Linked DNA regions of Mus musculus: regions 1 and 3 are each linked to region 2. Evidence: chromatin contacts called from public promoter capture Hi-C data. All regions are on one chromosome and are shown on one strand. Each heading gives the region's core, a stretch centred on a gene start, on an enhancer-like site or on the middle of the called end of the contact. The rest is flanking DNA. Distances are from core to core; before and after follow the strand shown. Region 1 holds the start of AY074887 (cDNA sequence AY074887). Region 2 holds the start of Cul5 (cullin 5). Region 3 holds the start of Fbxo22 (F-box protein 22).

The links. Promoter capture Hi-C pulls out the DNA fragments that hold promoters and counts their contacts.
Region 1: a promoter capture Hi-C map of pre-B cells shows a contact between it and region 2, with 2.4 times the contacts expected there. The contact joins the promoter of AY074887 here to the promoter of Cul5 in region 2. A contact is called at or near these places in 2 of 39 promoter capture datasets (erythroid cells and pre-B cells), 1 of 484 Hi-C or Micro-C datasets (embryonic stem cells) and 1 of 9 other capture datasets (adipose tissue).
Region 3: a promoter capture Hi-C map of erythroid cells shows a contact between it and region 2, with 17 times the contacts expected there. The contact joins the promoter of Fbxo22 here to the promoter of Cul5 in region 2.

Annotation. Positions count from the first base shown.
Region 1 is chr9:54,948,625-54,953,353 of GRCm38.p6, forward strand. It overlaps AY074887 (cDNA sequence AY074887), which reads right to left and starts at 2,330. Exons shown (of 1, transcript NM_145229.2): 1 at 1,620-2,330. The coding sequence starts at 2,215. The coding sequence ends at 1,817. It overlaps Hykk (hydroxylysine kinase 1), which reads left to right. Exons shown (of 5, transcript NM_177351.4): 5 at 1-1,300. Psma4 (proteasome subunit alpha 4) reads left to right here and starts at 2,235. Exons shown (of 9, transcript NM_011966.3): 1 at 2,235-2,279; 2 at 3,458-3,484; 3 at 3,717-3,759; 4 at 4,055-4,217. The coding sequence starts at 3,482.
Region 2 is chr9:53,665,473-53,669,895 of GRCm38.p6, forward strand. It overlaps Cul5 (cullin 5), which reads right to left and starts at 2,035. Exons shown (of 19, transcript NM_027807.4): 1 at 1,566-2,035. The coding sequence starts at 1,589. It overlaps Gm16124 (predicted gene 16124), which reads left to right and starts at 1,621. Exons shown (of 2, transcript NR_166653.1): 1 at 1,621-1,883.
Region 3 is chr9:55,205,795-55,210,751 of GRCm38.p6, forward strand. It overlaps Fbxo22 (F-box protein 22), which reads left to right and starts at 3,141. Exons shown (of 7, transcript NM_028049.2): 1 at 3,141-3,394; 2 at 3,559-3,697. The coding sequence starts at 3,258. It overlaps Ube2q2 (ubiquitin-conjugating enzyme E2Q family member 2), which reads left to right. Exons shown (of 13, transcript NM_180600.3): 13 at 166-1,735. The coding sequence ends at 197.

The DNA of each region.
Region 1 (4,729 bases), core at 1,080-3,579, 1.3 Mb after region 2:
TCCTTTACTGGCTCCTTTTCATGTCTCTCTAGTCTAAGTGGCTATTTACTTATTCTTGTAGGGTGGGATTTTTTTTTTTTTCTTTTCTGTTTTGAGACTGGATTCCACTGTGTTGTCCATACTGGAATCAAGCTGTCGCATGGTTATCCTGGACTCACATGATAATCCTGCCCATGCAACCCAGTAGCTGGGACTGTAGGCATGCATAGACCACTCACTGCATTCTTTTGTTTAACCACATGCTTTCTAAAGATGACTCAGGTCTAGACCCCTAGTCATTTATTTAAACATCTTGTTAGTAGTTATCCGTCTATGTGAGTAGGCTTTGATACTATAACTCTTGTCTGATGTTTGCCTGCCTATCTACCTGTCTAAACTTCCCAAACTAGGTATTTCTCTGAATTTACTTATACAATTTATTTTTAACTTCTCCATGTCTCCCTTTTCTTTTCCTTTCTCGTTTCTTTTCTTTTCTTTTTTTAGAGCAAGATAATGTTTGTACTTAGAGAGTCAATTGTGAGGGTTTTTTAAGAGGCTATGGCAGCCTCTTAGCATAGACTCTGGCACATAGTAGAGGCATAATAAATAGTTACTAAATAATGGATCATATTTCAGGTTACGCACACTCAAAATATTGGTGTGGCACGCTGCTTGCCCTTCTCACAGTCAGCCATCGAGCCCTGCTGCTTTCACAAATCAGGATTTTAGGTTAACAAATCTGGAGCGGTTTTGTCTTTCCTGCTTCATTAGTTTTTCAGTAGAATATACTATACTACAATGATTATTGAATGTTATTTTACATGCACTACCTCATTTAATCCAGAACAGAATCACAAAGATATTCTGATGATTAATCTCCATTTTTAAATAAAGAAATAGAGCCTTGAAAAGCTGATTTATTGCTTTAGAAGGGAGCTCAGGCTTAGATCTTGAATTAGGTCTTTGGGCTGTTACCCCTGTTCCTAATCACTACAAAATCCCATCCTGCTGCCTTTCCTTCCTTGTTTTTACACACCCACACCCACACCCACACACATGGGGGCAGTACATGAGATCATTCACATGTGAAACACTTAGGATACTCATATTTGAGGTTTTTATTTAACTTGGCCAATCAGGACCAGAAAAATGGGCTGGAACTTGGGTCTCATTCCAAATCAGTGTTTATCCTGTTATACAATGGAACTCTGCAAGTTTCTCTTGATTGTTCTTGCTAAGAGAGATTCTCCACTAAATTCCTATTGCAAATATTGCTAATTTCTGTTTGAAATTAAATATATGCTGCATTGTATGGATATTTTACCTTTTGGTCTTTTTTTCTCTCTCTCTCTCATTTTTAAAACAGTCTCACTATATATCCCTGGCTGGCTTGGAATTTACAGGGCAAACCAGGTCCTGAGTACAGGCCAGGTCCCGTCTACATGCAACTAAATTTCTAAGCTTCCCCCTTTAAGAAACCCAGATCCAACCGTTTTGCCTACACAGAAGACAAAGGCCCTGTACATAGTCAACCCACTAGCTCTTCAACCCCCAACATAGGCACAAAAACTAGGTAAGATTGGAAAGGAGAAATGGATGAAGAGAAGTCTTTTTTTCGTTTTTTTTTTTTTTTTTTTTTTTTTTTTTTTTTTTTTCTTTTGTCCGAGACAGGGTTTCTCTGTGTACCCCTGGCTGTCCTGGAACTCACTCTGTAGACCATGCTGGCCTCGAACTCAGAAATCCGCCTGCCTCAGCCTCCCAAGTGCAGGGATTAAAGGCGTGCACCACCACTGCCCGGCGAAGAGAAGTCTTAAACTTAGAACAAAAGTTATCCCAATTAAAGAGTTGGATCTGAGAAAGGAGAAAATGAGGCTAAGAGGAAGAACAAAGGAAAAACTGTTAAGGGGCAAGACTGGAAGAGTAAACGATTTGATTTGTCTATACAGTTGCTACTCTGGCCTCCATTAGAATGGTACAGAAGAGAAAACGAAAGTGGAGTGCAAAGCGTAGGAGGAATCTGGTTCCACTCTCCACGGTATAGACGCTTCCCTCCTCCCTCCAGTCCTCCTCTAATACAGACCGCAGCCAAAGCCGAGGTTGTGCTTCTGCACAGTCCACGTGGGCAGACTGAGCCCGCCCCAGCACTGGGAGAACTTCCGCGTCCTCCCGCCCCGCCCCGCCCCCTCGCAGTCCTGCGCACGCGCGGGAGCCATATTCGCCGCGGATGCTTGGCCATCCGGGTTGGTTCTTCTCCAGCTGAGTAAAGAGGCGCTGATCTGCACCCTCACCGTCTTCCTCTGGTGAGGCTCAGTCCTTTAGGGGCCGCGGAGTCGAGGTGTCTGTCTCCCGGGCGGGGGCCATCTGCGTGGAGACCACGGCCCAGGCCCGCGGCCGCCACCGAGGAGCCGTGGGCACGATGACTTTGCACCCGCCTCCTCGGTGACCGGCCTGCCAGGGACTGGTCCCCGCCGGCCGCCGTCGGGTATCCCCGCGGGGCCTTGACGGCTCGCCTGGGCTCTGAGACCCTCCGGGCCGGTGCGAGGGGTGGGGGCGGCTGCGGCCCAGAGAGTCAATTCGGGAAAGTGGCGCTGCGGGGGAAAGTCCAAGTCTTGTAGCGCCGGCGCCAGGCGTGGAGGTAGCTGTGTTCACAGTCGAATCCGAAACCCGCCGTGGCCTCCTGGCTGCTGTGCTCAGGGCCACCTTTCTGTTTCTCCTACATGTTGGAACCGACTCCTGGCAGGTTAACTCTCCTTAGGCCTGACGACTCTTCTAAAATGTCACTTCCCGTGGTCCTTGAATCCAGCCCGTCGGTGAAGCGGTCTTAAGTAAGATAAAGGTGTTTTCTAACATCTGGGCGCGCAGACCCTTCAAATGTCTGCTTAGCTTTCCAGCCACGATGCCTTCCTTATATCCCATTTGGCAACATAGGAATTGAACTGCCATTTTTCTACTAAGGCAGAGTTTCCATTGCTGTCTTTCGAAGAAACGGAAATAAGGACCAGGTTTACCACCTAACCCCTACACCCCCAAATTTAGGACCATGTGAATTATCCACTTTGTTAACCTTTCTCAGCCTGCTCTACTTGGAATGCCCTTCCTTCACCCCTTCACAATTCTTTTTCTTTGACTTGAGGCTTTTCAACTTACCTTTGCCTCTCCCACCTCTAATTTACTCTCATTATCTGTATTGGTTTCCTAAAATCTTACTTGCTGTCGATTCTGCTTTCCCTCCCCACCCTGAATGTCTCTTCCATGTTGCTTTATAATCTTTGTCTGTCATACCTGGCTGCTAGATTCTGAGCTTTTCAGGACACCATGGTTTACCTTTATTGTGGTGGCCCAGCATCTGTATAGGTCCCAGTGGTGGTGCAGTTCATGTTAGCTGAGTGATGGTGTGGATCAAGTGGTATTAACAGTGGAAGACACTTCTTAAAATTGTGGGGGTTTTGTTATTAATGATCCTGTTTTCTTTTCACAGGAATCAACATAAAGTTCAGAAACCATGGTGAGTTCATGACACGTTTCCTTTAACTTTTGCCTGGGAACATTATGGCTTGTTTGAAGCTCACAGCCTGACATGGAAGAAAATGAAACCAAAGGGGTAGAGGGAGTTGAATGGGGTCTTCCGTCTTCTTTCCACTGAACTCAGCACCAGGGTGTCATTGTATCCAATGCATGGACATCCGGAAGTTGGCGTATGTCAGTGAACAGGCATCATCTCTGTTTTTCCTTTGCAGTCTCGAAGATATGACTCCAGGACCACAATATTTTCTCCAGAAGGTAAATTAGAAGATTTAACCTGCTCCAAAGAAGGTTGGGGCATTTTGTTGTGGTTGTTGCTTTAAGTAGTATATTTTTAGTGTTGGGGTCTAGTGTGACGTTTAGCTACACACATTTTGGAGTTGACTTCATTCCTTTGGTTCTTGGAGATAACTTGTCACCAGGTTCATTACGCCATGCATTGTGGGCGAGTAAATGCAGGGCTGTTGATGCCAGCCTACCTGTGTCATTGCTGATTTCTCTCAGATGAGTGGTGCAAGAGCGAGAGGAACCGTGGTGTCTCACTGTTTTGTAGGTCGCTTATACCAAGTGGAGTATGCCATGGAAGCCATTGGACATGCAGGCACCTGTTTGGGGATTTTAGCCAATGATGGAGTTTTGCTTGCAGCGGAGAGGCGCAACATCCACAAGCTTCTTGATGAAGTCTTCTTTTCTGAGAAAATTTATAAACTTAATGAGTAAGTGCGATCATGGGGAAGAGCTTGAACTATTGCACTTGACAGCGTACTCAGGATTTGCATATTTAAGGAGGGATCTTCTATGTGAAGTGATAGAACTGAAATGAGCAGTTTTATTATTTTTCTTGTAAAAATCTGTGTATTTGCTTTATTTTGCTTGACATCTCCTTGCAGCCCATTATATCTCAGTTCATTATGTGTATAATTCACTTGAAATGCAAAGATAAACACTTGGTGCAAAATAGCACTGTGCAGTGATAAAAGTATGTATGTATTTTCTGGCCACACAGGTTTGGTTTAAAATCTAAAGTCCATGGATACAAGGTGCTACACCTATTATCTAACTTCTTGAGGATCAGAGTGGTTATGGGAATCAAATGAAACAAAATAGTGAAATAAACTAACACAGTGCCACCGTGTAAAGCAGGGCCTCAGGATGCCCTTCAGAATGGCACGCAGGAATTCTGTACAGTTATCCTGACTCTTTACCAAAGAACAAGGCTCGTGGAGGT
Region 2 (4,423 bases), core at 785-3,284:
TCAGCCAGGCCTTGTGGGGAACACCCAGAATCCTCTCTTAAGTTCAAGAGCAGCCTGGTCTACACAGTGAGTACCAAGATCAGGTAAAGCTACAAAGATCTTTTTGAAAATTCCTATTTCTGGCATCTGACTTCACTCAGTTGGTTACTGGTCTTTCCAGTATATTGTCATGAAGTTACAGTACTTCTTTTTCTCTCTTGCTTTGAGTCAGGCTCTAATGACAGCCCTGACTGGCCTGGATTCAGAGATCAGCCTGCCTCAGCTTCAAAAATGTTGGGACTAGGGCTGGTGAGATGGCTCAGTGGTTAAGAGCACTAACTGCTCTTCCTAGGTCCTGAGATCAAATCCCAGCAACCACATGGTGGCTCACAACCATCTGTACAGCTACAGTGTACTCATATACTTAAATAAATCTTAAAAAAAAAAAAAAAAGAGCGTTGGGACTAAAGGTATGTGCTACCATATTGGAATGCAGAGCTTTAAAAATCATCCTAGTTATCTTTACTCCTAGCTGGGTCAGGTAGGCCTTTTCATTCCCCTCAGCCTCAGTGTAGACAATGGATTTCTGTGACTTCAAGGCCAGCTAGGTTACACAGCAAGTTCTGGCAAGACGGGTCCAATGAGACCCTTTTTTAGGGGGGAGGGAGCATTATCTATTATTATCTATTATTATTATTATTAATTCACACAGCCTGCGAACATAGTGTTTATGTCCCCTCAGGTAATCACTAGTCCCATATTTCAGTTAGTAAGTTCAGGTCAGAATTCTTACTAAAAAACACAAACTCGCCTCAATTGTCTTCCTCAATCCTCATTTTTTTAGAGATGATTCTACATAACCTGCTCGCCCTGGGACTCTCCTGGCATTTACAACTTTTCAATGCTTTCTTTAAATGAAAACTTTTCTACACCCTAAAAGGATGGACAGCAGCACTTGATCGGGTGCCATCGATGTCCTATAAGGGAGGTCAGGATTGGGAGACAGTTCCTCAAGGGACAGAGAAAAGGTGGAAATAGACGGCCAGGCGTGAGAGAACTGGTGGGAAGGTGTGACATTCAGAGAAGGGAGGAAAGAGGTGAAGTGGCAGGCAGGCACTGCTGTCTAACTCACAGTTCCTGCAGAGTGCGAACAGAAATTAAGGAATGGGGTTGGGGGAGCATGGGGGGACCAGCCATTGAAACCTGCTAGGCAGCATTTTGCTGGGATTTTTTTCCCCTATTATGTCTTTGACACTCCATTCAGAAGGGACGGGCCCCAAGAGTCACAATGATGGGTTGGTGCGGCCCAGCGACACTGCTCTCGCTCCCAGCCGGGGTTGGTCCCTTGAAAGCATCGCTGCGAGTCGGTGAGCCGGCGGGAGGAACCCACCAGGTCCTCTGGACCCCCGAGGCCAGGGCCCGGCGTCGGGGTGCTCGGGCAACAGCCACCCCGGCTCATTCCGGTGGACAACCCCGAACCGCTCTCCTCATACACATCTTGCCGCTCCCACGGAGCCCGGTCCTTCCCCGGGAGCCGAGCGCATCGATGGCCGGGCAAAAGCCCGGCTGCAGCCGGGGGGACTTACCTTTAACAGATTAGACGTCGCCATGTTCTCAACTTGGACTCTCGCGAGACGGGGCGAGACTTGGCGGCGCTCGGGGCCAGGCCTCCTCGAGAGGCCGGGGTTCCCAGCAGGACCCCGCAGGCCGCGGCGGGGGATGCGGGGGACGCCGGAGCGGCGTGCCGTCAGCGCCGAGCTCGTCCCGGGCAGCCGTGCTTCCTCGGGCTTTCCAGCTACATGGTCACCCCGGCCTGCCCACGCGAGAGAGCGCATGCAAACGCTTGAGGAGACGCGAGCGGCGAATGGTGGGAAGGGACCGGGAGCCGACCAGACCGGGAAGAGGTAGTAGCCACTTCCTCGGGCCTCCCCAGCTCGCCTTCGCTTCTGCCGCTGGGCTTGCACCCGCTTGGGCCGCCGGCAACGACTTTATCTCGGCTTAGGGCCCGCACCTCAGGGTCCGTGGCGGCGTCACGTGACGCGGCGGGCGGGGGCGTGCTCGGGAGCAACCCAGGCGACAGCAAGCCACTGGGTCCCGAGGCCCGCGCGGAGGGTGCGAGCGCGCCCTCTGCTGGCTGGAGCCGGCGCAGCCCTCACGCGCTCGCCCCAGATCGGAATGGCTATTCAGAGCTCAGGATTAGATTAGCCTGGAAGGCTTCTTACTGCTGTCCTCAGGAAATGCTGACTGAGAGAAGGCGCCCAGTCAATTAATAAATGATGCACAAACGTACTGTTATTCCTATAAACAAAAAAAAAAACCCTGCTTGTTCAAGAAGTGATTGTTAATCTTGGGTTCCTTAAGACATATCCTAGAGCACCCTATAGTATTTTCTCCAAATTGCATCGCTTCTGATCACGAATCTCTGATCAAGGGAAGAGAATGTAATTTATACAGGGATCTCTCAGGTTAGCTGTTATTTAATGCATTATGCAAGTTCCTAATACTACCCTTTGGGGGTTTTAGTTGCTTGGTTGGTTGGTTGGATTGGTTTTTGACAGTTTCTCTATGTAGCCCTGGCTGTACTGAAACGCCATCTGTAGACCAGGCTGGTCTTGAACTCGGAGAGTGGAGGTAGGTGCCTCTGCCTCCCAAGTGTTGGGATTAAAGGTGTGGGAAACCACCACCTGGTATCAAATTTGTTTCTTTGAAACTCATCTCTCACTGTCCAACAATTTTAGTCTCAGTACTCAAAGCAGAGGCAAGAGGATCTCCGTAAGATTGGGGACAGCCTGGTCTACAGAGCAAGTTTCAGAACAGCTAGGTCAAAAAACCCAAGAAAACAAAAGTTTCTCAAACGTTGCTAGTGCATTCTTTATATTAATATAACCTGGGGTGCTACTTAGAAAAGCAGACTTTCAGGCTCCACTCTGAAGGATTTTATTTCATATATTATGCCTGAAAACTCCTTTTGCCCCAAGCATTCCAGGTAGCTATGTTTAAAGAAGACTTTCTATGTATTCTTGGATGGCCAGGAATTCTGTATGTAGACCAAGTTGACCTAGAACTCTAGAGTTCTGCCTGCCTCTGCCTCCAGAGTGACTGGTGGGATTATAGGTATACGCCTCCCTCGGAAAAGGCCAAGAGTTCTTTATATCTGCTTCGTGCTGGGTGTGGTGGAGCATGCCTTTAATCCTAGCACACTCTTAAGTTCCAGGCCAATTAGAGCTATAAAGTGAGACCCCTATCTAAACAATATAGCACTTAAAGTGAGTTAAGATTTGCTACTTTAGGACTGAAGAGATAGCTCAGTGGTTAAGAGCACTGACTGCTCTTCCATAGGTCCTCAGTTCAATTCCCAGCAACCACATGGTGGCTCACAACCATCTGTAATGGGATCCAATGCCCTCTTCTGGTGTGTCTGAAGACGGCTACAGCGTACCCATATGCATAAAATAAATAAATCTTAAAAAAAAAATCTGCTACTTCACAATGGGCCTTAGTTATCTTGTTTGTGAAATTAGTATTAAAACATCTATAGCATAGTGCTATGGCAAAAATTAAATGTAAAGGCTAGAGAGATGGCCCAGTATACTCACATACATTAAAAATAAAATAAAATAAAAAGGGTATCATAGTCCATTAAAAAAATAAAAATGACAAAACCGGGTGTGGTGCCGCTCGCCTTTAATCCCAGCACTTGGGAGGCAGAGGCAGGTGGATTTCTGAGTTCAAGGCCAGCCAGGGCTACACAGAGAAACCCTGCCTCAAAAAACACAAAACAAACAAACAAACAAGACATGATTCTATTCATTTTTGGTTTTGTTCTGTTGTTTTTCACAACAGAAAGATTTCTCTGTGTAGCTCTGACTCTCCTGGAACTCGCTCTTTAAACAGGATGGCCTTGAACTCGGAGATCTGCCTGCCTCTGTCTCCTGAGTGCTGGGATTAGAGTTTGCCACCACCTCAGCTGATTCCATACATTTTAATAGATTAATTACTGAATGCTGGAATTTATCACTCATGGCAGAAACCTTAAGTATTAATTAAACATTGTGAAAAGAACAGTGAAGAAGAAAAAAAAAGCCAAGGATGCAAAAATAGAAGGGAGAATAGTCCAGAGAGATGACTCGGGTAAAAAAATATACCGGCTGTCTGGAAAGATCCAGTTCTGTGGGGGATCTAATGCTTCCGGCCTCCGAGGGACTCTGTACTCACATACATATACACAGAGAGATACACATACACACAACACACATGTAAGTATGTTAATTTTGACATGCCATGACTAGCTCAAAGATTGGGCACTCCTAAACTTTCCCCTGCTAGTAAACACTCCCGTCTGGTACTCCTGAGACTCCTAAACCTTCCCATGCTTCCCGGGTAGCCAGTGGCCACTTACCCAACTTCTTGTACGAACAAGGCAAAGCTGTTTGGCCTTGCTCTC
Region 3 (4,957 bases), core at 1,891-4,390, 1.5 Mb after region 2:
CCAAATCAGATATAAAATGTTGTTTAGTTAATAACTAAACAAGTGTAAGTTTCTACAGTAGGATTAAACAACACAGTTACGAATAGAGCTGGACCTGATCTTAGTAATGCCTTTTTCTAACTGCTTCAAGATTGATGTAGTTAACCTTTTCCCATTTTATTTCAGGCTGGTACACACCTCCAAAGGAAGATGGCTAACTACATTGACATATGTCTGGACCAATGTTGCTTTAAAGAAAATCGTTCCAACGTACAGACATAAGCTTTTGAGTGCCCGTATAACAGCAGTACCGAAGATATTAGCTAATAGATCATTTAGTGGATAATCTGTCAACTGACATCCAGTTACAGCCTTTTCATTTTGCTCACTTTAGGTATCTTGGACTGAGCAGTGGGGCCTTTACTGTATTTTTCCTGATAAGTACACACAATAGCCACTCCCTACCACCTCTTTCTTGAAAAGTGAAATCTTTTAAGCAGGGAAGTGAGCATCCGTTTACTGCAGCTGTGATTTTTACAGTAACCTTTCTATATTGAGCCTATGGGGTATGAAGATTTGCAAAATCTTGTTTGTTTAGAGCCAATAAAAGTTTAACTGATGGTCAATACTGGTTTAGAAATTTTAGGTCTTCTAAACCATAGCTTTTTCAGGTCTGAAATAATTTTATTGCCAAAATTATGACAGGAAGCCTCCTCATTAAATTGTTACACTTTTTCACGGTTGTGTGAAAGTTTGAACTAATCTAAAAGTATGATCGTAATTGTACCATATTAGCGTACAGCAAAACGAGGCAGCCACTTGTGAGCAGTAATTTCCACTGGAGCAGCAGGGTCCTAGTGGACCAAACCTGCTTCCTGTTGGTTCAGCATTTCTTGTGAGGAAGAGCCACAGTGCAGAGCCTGAAGTTCTAAAGTATGAGGTCATTTTACCTTTCCATTTATTAGCGGGGTGTTGCAATTGACGATAAACTAATAAACTTATGGAATGGTTGGCACAAAGACAGACTCTTTGAGCAAAATTATGAAAGATACCTAAATTGGAGATCCTTAAATTTTTGCTGTAGTCATGCAGTGGCTTTTACATCAGAAGACCAGTAGGAGTTCAGCCTGTGTTAATTCTTTTTTAAAATGTGACACAGATCAATGTACTTTGCATTTTTATTACCTTTCCTGAATCAATCCTCTTTGGTTGGTAATAGACTTTTTTGGATCCATGTTTGATTTGAATCTAGCTACTTAAGCACTTTTAAAAGAAACCTCGAAGCACACTCCTGCACGACCCAGTACAGAGTTAAACGGCTTTTCTTATATATTTGATTTGAGATTTTTTTTTTAAACTTTGCAAACCACATCTAGGAGATGTGGCACTTGTGCATTTTATGTGTGGTGTTAGTTTCTCTTGATTCTGTTGGTTAAGAGGGCAGAAAAGATATCTGGTATTCTTGGTCACTTGGTTACCCTAAATATATGATTGCCAGTGGCTCAGATGACAAGTGACAAGACAGAATTCTTCAACACATTATTAAGTTCCTTATGCCTAAGGCAAAATCTTGAATACATTATTGAATTCTAATTTCCTAATGGCTAGCAGATTGACAGCTGCACATTTGGCATGCTTTGGGGTTGGGTTTTTTTTTTTTTTTGATTTTATTTTTCATTGCAGATTTATTTGGCAATGTACAGTAAATTTTGTAAACTTGCATCAAGTTTATGAATAAAGAACCATTTAAAAATCAGTTTGTCACCTTTCCCTCTTATGAGATGCTATAATTCAGGCGTCTATAGGCTCTATATTGAATTTCTAGTGTAGGCTGTTTAAAGAGAAGATGGGGTGTGGGGAGGTTTCAGAAGTGGAGATGAAGATACTGAGAGGGATAGGGAACCTAGAATTGGTGTGTACACACATAGTGTATTCAGTTTTTCTTTAACCATTCCCTTACTGCGTTCTTTAAATTCAAATACATGTGGGTTTCTAGTGCTGTTTTAATTAATGTCTCTAATGTTCTTAGGGTACTATTAGCACAGTTCCTCTTGTACACTCAAGGCCTCTATACACACCACTATCTGTAGATCTCATCAGAATCTCAGCAGAAGGAAAGCCTTTTCTTTCCTTGACTGAAATTCCTGTGCCAGTTTCATGTTTGGTTTGAATGTTATGTCTCCATGTACAGCCTCCCTACTTCATTCAGAAACAGTTGTTTTTTCTGAAGGTTGCCTTAGCTGAGGAAATGTTCAGAAGTCCTCCTCTTAAACATACTGACCCTTGGTGTTCATTCCCTAGTCGTCATAACATGTTCCCGCACCCCACCCCCACCCCAACCAGTGCCTGGTGAGAAGAGTGGAGCCACAGAGCAGTTTGGAAGTTCTAGAAGTAGGATTTAGGGCTCCTGGAGAGCCCAGAGCTGCTGGGGTTTTTTATTAACGGGAAGCATTGAAGTTTTCACACATTCCCAGTGTATCGTGGTGTTTTGGAGACTGTATGATGCGTCCATGTTTGCTACTTAAGTCTTAAGGTTTCCAGAGTAAAGTGGCTGCTGCTTGTTGAGGGCTTGTTCATGTTTTTTTGTGTTATCTTACATATTTTGCAGTAGGGTCTAGATTGTTTTCGGCTTTTGACCCTCCTGCCTCCAGCTTGCTAGATGCAAACATGCATCATCTTGTCCAGCTCAAAATGTTCTAATGGGTTATCACAGTGTAAAAGATCTAGAAGCCAAAACAAGAAGCACCAGGTCAGGCCAAGTAGCTGGGGACAAAGTGCCCCTCAGTCAGGAGACAACCTATTCAGTTGAAATGAAGCAGCCTCTACTGTTCTTTCATTTGTGGTTCGGGAATGTATGGTGTTGGGCTTCATCCCCTGTGATTCTGTATGTAGCCCTGCAGGGAAGAGCCAGCAGGAGCCAAAGAATAATGGCTCCTGTGTGAAAATATCTATCTGGTTTGGCATGTGCTTTCTGTAGCAATTAATAGTGCCAAAGAATGGCGAGTGCTATTTATGTCTACTCGCTTAAAACTTAAGACCTAACGAGTTAACCAGATTGACCAAATAGTGTTTGCAGCCGGCTTAAACGCCAGGCTGCCTCCGGTCCCTTCCGGGCGGAACTGTGCAGGCCGGTGCACCGCCGCAGCGGCGTGTCCAGTACCGGAAGCGGCCCACCGGAAGTGGCGCGCGCCTGCTCAGGGAGCTCGGGTTGTAGGTGGTGCGCCGGCCGCTCCGGTACCCCTGAGACTCTGTAGGGCCTTCGGGCCGGTAGGCGAGGAATGGAGCCGGCAGGCGGCGGTGGCGGCGTCTCCTCCTCCACAGATCCGCGAAGCACCTACGTGCTGAGTAACCTTGCGGAGGTGGTGGAGCGTGTGTTTACCTTCCTGCCGGCCAAAGCGCTGCTTCGGGTAGCCGGGTGAGGGCGAATGGGGCGGGAGGAGACCTTCGTCCCGGAGGGTGGCGGGGTCGCCTCTGCCGGGACCTCTGCCCGGGTTTCCTAGTGCTTAGCTGGCGCTGCGAGGCTGCTGACGGTGGGAACCGGCCGCCCGGCGGCAACCCTTTGTGCTTTTGCATCCCCAGAGTATGCCGCCTGTGGAGGGAGTGTGTACGCAGAGTGCTGCGGACCCATCGCAGCGTGACCTGGATCTCCGCGGGTGTGGCTGAAGCGGGCCACCTGGAGGGACATTGCTTGGTGCGCGTGGTAGCTGAGGCGCTTGAGGCAAGTATGGAGTTATGCGTTGGACAGTCACTTGCAGGACTGGTGGGCCATCTTGGAGAACTTTTTAAAAAATCAAGATTGTGATACATATCCTTGCTTTCGTTAACTCGGAGAACCTATGCTCGTATTCTGGCTTTTGTAGTAAACGTCAGGTTTTGTAGGGGCGTACTGCGGTTTAGTCATTATTAGATGTTGGGCAATTGAAGTATCCAGGTGTCCACTATTACAAGGCCGTACAGAGCCTTCCTTAACTTGCCTCAATTTTGCAATGAAGGTGTTGGGTATCGCTTGCCCAGGGTCTCACACTAGAACCGGAAGAACTAAAACTTCTACCTAAATACGTAAACCACATTCCTTTTCTCATTTTTGTCCCTGGATCCAGGAGAGTCAGTGTTCAGGGAGGTGAAGACAGATTATAGAGCTGATAGATAGTGAATCTCCAGTATCTCACTGAGTGGCAGGGGCCCTCGTGAGGAAATTGCCAATTTGATGCCCTATTATCGCTTAGTATGTATAATAGGCAAATAGGAATGTTCTACTTAACCACAATATAGTCTCCACATTGGGAAGTTATCATTGATGTATGTGTCGATTCTTTTGGTGTTGAGTTTGGTTTTCAACTTGATCCAGAAAGAGGGAACTCAAGTTAAGTGCCTGCCAAAGATTGACCCGTGGACAAATCTGTAGGCCACTCTCTTGATTAATGTTTGGTGTGGGAGCCAAAGTGCCCCAGTGCTTTTCTTAAGAGCAGAAGGATTTGATTCTGTTCCCAATGAGTAACTGAAAGGCGCGCTCCTTTGGTTTGTATGTTTCTCCAACCTGACTTTCTGTACCAGCCCCAACACTTAAGAAAATTCAAGGCACAAGTTGAGTGTGACTGGGATTTATTAGATTTTTTTATCCCATTACCTTAAATTCCTTGATTTAAGAGGTGTCTGCCAGAAACTTCTGCCTTTAAATTTTCTGTCCTGTTGCAGTTAATAAGTATTTGTCTGTAGAGAAGCTTTGAAACTTACTTTTCATTCTCTTCCACTTTGTTCACACAGCACTCATACATACGCTTGGTCTCTTGTGTAGAGCTGTACCTGTTACTGTTAGACTCTCCTTGGTACTCACACAGTCTTTGTGTGGCTAGTGAGCACTCAAGCCAGTTTTATTGTCTCTTAGGGATGACCTTTCTTTTGGCACCAGTTGTCTTCAGCTTGTATTTCACCTGCTTCATTCAAGAACTTAGTAGTTTCACTAATAGTCTTGGTTTCT